Regions from separate parts of the Capsicum annuum genome. Here region 2 is linked to region 1. The links are chromatin contacts, called in public Hi-C maps. All regions are on one chromosome and are shown on one strand. The core of a region is the stretch at or near the end of the contact, and the rest is flanking DNA. Distances in the headings are between cores, read along the strand shown.

What was found. Hi-C and Micro-C count contacts between places; a contact is called where the count stands out from the background.
Region 2: a Hi-C map of leaf shows a contact between it and region 1, with 2.1 times the contacts expected there. The contact joins the promoter of LOC107878349 here to the promoter of LOC107878356 in region 1. A contact is called at or near these places in 2 of 5 Hi-C or Micro-C datasets (leaf and placenta).

What each region holds. Positions count from the first base shown.
Region 1 is chr7:206,361,410-206,364,360 of UCD10Xv1.1, forward strand. LOC107878356 (ADP,ATP carrier protein 1, mitochondrial) reads right to left here and starts at 1,441. Exons shown (of 4, transcript XM_016725311.2): 1 at 1,032-1,441. It overlaps LOC107878355 (mitotic checkpoint serine/threonine-protein kinase BUB1), which reads right to left. Exons shown (of 14, transcript XM_016725310.2): 14 at 2,597-2,951. The coding sequence ends at 2,878.
Region 2 is chr7:206,711,209-206,714,135 of UCD10Xv1.1, forward strand. It overlaps LOC107878349 (probable protein phosphatase 2C 58), which reads left to right and starts at 1,354. Exons shown (of 5, transcript XM_016725303.2): 1 at 1,354-1,571. The coding sequence starts at 1,536.

The DNA of each region.
Region 1 (2,951 bases), core at 191-2,690:
TATTACCAATATTATCGATGGAAAGGAATATATTTTCATTTTCCCAATTCAAACTCAAATCGAAAAAGGAAATGAGGAATGATCTCCACTAAACAAGCAACCAATATCACAGGGAAACTGAAATCCGTCAATCATACAACAACACAGTAAAACAAAATCGCATACTAATACATCAACAATTAAACGATAAATCACAAAATCAACTTTATCTAATACAATTCTTATCTAGATGAACTTCACAATCACTGATTTACTGATCCGGTGAAGTTGACAAGCAAACAAAATTAAGTGATCCGCAGTTCATATAGCAATATTTACACAGTATAGGTGTTTCTACATTGTATGGAGAGTGAAAACCCATACCAATAACAACAATACTTACCAATAATATCAATAGAAACGAAAATATTTTCATTTTTTTCCAAAATATCAAACTCAAATCGAAAAAGGAAATGAGAAATGATCTCAACTAAACAAGCAACCACTACCAAAGGGAAACTGAAATTCGTCAATCATACAACAACACAGTGAAACACAATTTCATACTAAAACATCACTAATCAAACGGAACAAATCACAAAATCAACTTGTTCACTTTCAACTGATCTATTAATAAAGTAAACGAAATTCAAATAAAACAATATTTACACACAGTAAAGGTGTTTCTACATGTATGAAGAGTGAAAACCCATACCAATAACAACGATAATTACCACTTTTCTGAATAGAAACGAATATATTTTCGTTTTTTCCAAATTCAAACTCAAATCCAAAAAGGAGATGAGAAATGATCTCCACTAAACAAGCAACCAATATCAAAGCGAAACTGAAATCCGTCAATCATACAACAACACAGTAAAACTCAATTTCATACTAAAACGTTCAATAATCAAACGAAACTAAATCACAAAATCAACTTGTTCACTTCCAACTGATCTACTAAAGTAAACCAAAATTCAAATAAAGCAATATTTACACACACAGAGTAAAGGTGTTACTACGTGTACTGAGAGTGAAAATTCATGCCATACCTGAGAAAAGGCGAGAAGTTTTGTTTCCCACCTCTGAGGAGAGGAGAAAGTAGTAAGTTATGTTTTGGAAGAAGCAGAGTGTATTTTAGGAAATCGAGATTCGAGTGGCACGAGCTTCTAGAAGGTACGGCGGATTAGGGTTTCCAGACCTATTGACTCATCTGACCCTGATGTTCCGTTGATATTATCCTAACTGCCATTTTCGCGCTTCATTCAACTACAGTCATAGTCATGGACAGTCCATTATGGTGGCGGCTAGGAATAAGGTGGGGGTAATGAGCACTGTAGCTTGGAATGAGCAACGTGTTAGGTTCAATTTACTAGGTGTTTTCTTTCCCATCTGTTTTGATAATTTTAGTCGAAATGCGCGTAAGCTGACTCGAATACCACGGTTATATATAAAAAAAAATAGGGGTAATGAACAATATATATATATATATAACATAACATATATAGTACTATATCCAATGCTAATGTCGCTTTCCTATTTTTATATTACCATTTTTTTTTATAATTACTACTCCCTCCGTCTCATTTTATGTGTCATTATTTAATTGGACATGAAGTTTAAGAAATAAATACTGAATTTATAAAATTATCCCTCTTAAAGTTACTTTAATGTTTATATTTTAGTTATCTTTCTTATTAAATGGGATCCAGTAAGAATAAAATGTAAATAATGTCATTAAATAGTTGTCAAATGAGAAAAGATAACATTATTTTTTGGACGGACTAAAGAGAAAATGACAGACACATAAAATGCAATGGAAGGAGTACATTTCGGTCAATTTACATACACTTGACATCGAGATTTGATAGATGGGATAAAATTATCTATTTTTATTTCTATGGGATTTGAATCGAAATTTCGTAGTTCTCAAGTTTACGAGGTACCTATTATATCCTACCAATAGAGGTATCAAGCAACTCATGCATCAATCGTGAACTTTTGGGAAGGAAATTAGTGATTTCATCTCCATTGAGTTTTAAACTTGAAATCTCGTGATTTAAAGTCACTTACTTCCTTGATAACTAGATCGGTGAATGTTATAAACTTATATCAAACTTGACATTGTTTAAATTATATTTCGATTTAGGCTTACGTACTATATTAAGGATTATTGAAAGAAGATATTAACATGCTAACGAAAAATTAATTTGATACAAATTACATCCCAAAACAGATGAAAACTTTTAGAAGTCTTTTTACATGGATTGGATTATAGTCCAACATTATAATGTCTAGACTAATTTATTCCATCCAGTAGTTGGTATAAAATAAATCTAAATGGAATGGAATAAATTTATACTATCTACTAAACATAGTACAATATATATTTTATCTCAAATTTAATCATGAGATATTTCACCTTTATCCCGAATTTAAACGGGGAAAGTATCTGTGTGAGTTGTCCCAAGTTACGAATAATTCAATAAGGAATACTACTCCATAGTCGTGATAGAAACGGAGCAGAAAACAAATTAACATAATATTGGAGAAGTTCCAAGTGAAATTTCATTTTGTGGTGACTTACTTACCACTCAATTATTTGAGAGAAGTAAAGGAATTCAAATGCTCAGAACAACAATTATATGTTGTTTTTGGATACAAATTACACAATACAAGCCTATCTGTCCTGAAAAATAATTTAGGAAAGATGGAGATAAAAGAGTGAAAACAAAAATGGGCAGCATAGTTCTAACGGATATTCATGAAAATCATTAAGCTTTGTAGTCCAGTCCCCCCAACACGTTGATATATGAACATGAATGTATACAGTTTTGTAAACCAATGAGGCTTTGATACGTTGAACTGCTTCAGGGCTCGGTCTTCTACATACCGTCCCTATGAAGAACATAAGGAAGTTTTTTGCTTTGCCAGTAACTGCCTAAGCTTTTTGATCAGCTGAGGATTTGAGC
Region 2 (2,927 bases), core at 104-2,603, 350 kb after region 1:
AAAAATTTCAAAAAAATAAAATACTACGATTTTTATTTTTTTTTGACTTGAGATGAACTTAAATTTTAGAAGTATGGTTGTTAAAAGCTCAATTTCTTAGAGATTGAAGCATACGTAATAGGAAAATGCATCAAATACACCTAGAAGTAGTTTAAATAACTAGCATACACACTCAAACAACTTTTTCATTTTTTTTTCTAATTATCATGTATACATTTCAAAATAGTTGCACACAGGAAGAATGAGCTCTAACGTACTATATACGCCAAAAATAAATTTACAATTTACTAAAATATGGATGAAAATTAGATTTATGAGAAAATATTTATTTTGTTTTTATCCAATATTCAAACATTATTGGCATAGTTAATTCGAATGTGCATCATTTAAACCCTATTCAAGTAGAGGACCCTTATTCTAATTTTTTTATATTTAGAATTTGTACTCGAAATATTAAAAGCACAAAAATCATCAACATTGCACCACACCTTTCAATAAAAAATCCTAAACTTGGAATTCCTACAATTTTAAACTAATAATCCAATAATAATGAAATATACAGTAAAAAGATATTAAGTAGTAGCCCTCGATAGGTGGTAGACATGGTGCAATTGATATCATATTTGTACAAACTTAATTATTTAGACGTTAAAGCTTTAACCATATATCCTTTCTTAATTAGAATATCTTTTTTATGTAACTCATTAGCGAAAAAAATTATATATACTTTTTTTGAATTTTTTTTAATATATTTATGGTGTTAGTATGATCTAACTAATATTTTTTTTTTTTACGAAATCAGCTTCGTTATTCTCTATTATATAATTATATATAAATTGAAATCAAATAAATTATGTTCAAATACTAAAATCGAATTAAAGAAACCATCAAATCCGGTCAAATTAATTTGATACGATAAAGAGGATGCGGACAATAATTTCATATAGTTCGACCCTTCTTAGCAGGGTCGACTCTACGAATTTGATGGCCTAAAGCTAAATTTTAATCAGAGGTTCTAAGTATATTCAATAAAATTAATTTTTTTACATGACACATGTATCTCATGTGCCACCCGTGCGATATACGTGCATCTTATGCGATTTAGATACATTTTGTGTGTTATACATATATCTTGTTGTCAGTTAATAAAAATATTTAAAAAAAATAGAGTCTAAAGCCTCAAATCATTACTTTAATAATTTTATGGTCAAGTTAGCCACAAGGAATAACAAAAATTTAATACATCAAAATATTTTCTTTTGCTATAAATAAAGAGTGTGGGGTGCTAGTTGTCAAAAACGCGTTGATTTATAGAAAGAGACATTATTATAAAGAGAAAGTACGTAATAAAAAGAAACGCGGTTTTGAATAAAAAATAGGTCAGCATCATCTTTCATAATTCACATGGTCTCTTAGTCAATGGGATTTATACTTGCACATATATATCTACATAAATTTTCATCATTACATAAATAATTCTATAGTATACTTATATAATCATTCCAACATACTTGTTCTGAAAAGCTATTTCAATCATGACTGGTGGAAGAGAAATCTTGCACAAGATGAAGGTCTGTTAGTATTACAATTCTTTGTTTCTTATATTTGAATTGAGAAAAAAAAAAAAAAGATTCAATTTTTGTGTTAGTTGCAAGTTTTTGTTTTATGGGTTATTGAGTTCTTGTTGAATATTTGTAAGAATCAAGATTAGTTTCAAAGAATTTGAATATGTTTATATATTAGAAAATCAGAATAGATTATAGAAGTAACCTATTTGTGACCCCGACTTGTTTGGGACTGAGTCGTAGTAGTGTCATAGATTTTGAAGTTTGAAACTTGAAAATTTGAGTGTTGAAGTTGTGTTTGGACATGCATTTTACTTGGCCAAACATATATTTAAAGATAAATTTTCGAAATCTCCTTCTAGAATTTAGGCAAGGAAGTTGTATAGTCAAAACTTTCAAGATATTCAGGGAATTTGGTAATGGGCTGTGAAAAATTTTAGCTAACGAAAGGTTGGAACTTTATTAGATCAGAGATAGTGAGGACTATGATTGGAGTGGTTTAGGGATCAGGTGATTTGGGGAGTGAGGAATTCACTCAAGTTCAGCTGAATGTTAGCTTTTAAGTGGCAATGGCTGAGTACTTAAAGCCATTTGACGTTGTAGTGATTGGCAGTGAGGTGAATTGTGAGGGTGGCCTTGGCGTAACTGGTAAACTTGTTGCCATTTGATTAGGACATCATGGGTTTGAATTGTGGAAACAGCCTCCTGTAGAAATGCAGGGTTAGACTGCGCACAATAGACCCTTGCAGGCCGGTCCTTCCTCGAACTCTAAGCATAGCGGGAGCTTAGTGCACCGAGGTGCACTTTATAGTGAGGTGAATAGTGAATGCGTCTATGATTATGTTCTTAGAAACCTTCTTGCATCGTAGTTTCTTAAACCGAAATGAGCAGAAAGAAAGTGGGAGAAAGTGAGGGGACATGATTAGTACTTGATTGAAAGTGTCGCGTAGAGTTGGAAAAAAGAGGGGCTTCAATTTTTCGGCAGAGTTACGTTGTTTGTTTATGTGAGCTGGTACTCTTAAGTGTACTTTCATCTAAGCGTAGTGCTAATGTGCCAAGCTAATGCCAGGTCAAATTTAGAGAATTTTGAGTGCATTTCTATTTTAGCTTCATGAGTTTTCGTTCCTTCGTTGTTGCTGCTTGGGATGAAGGACTGTTGAACAAAGTAAAGTGCCTTAATTTGGTATTTGATTGTTCATTGTGAGCGATCATTGAACTTGTATGCTGTCAATAAAAAAAGCAACATTTCTGTTTTTTCAGTATGAAGATATTTGCAATAGGGTGTATCTAGGACATAAAGAGACTCTAATGCTCCCCAAATTGTAGATTTATCATGATACCCTTTGTTGTGTACGTAAAAAT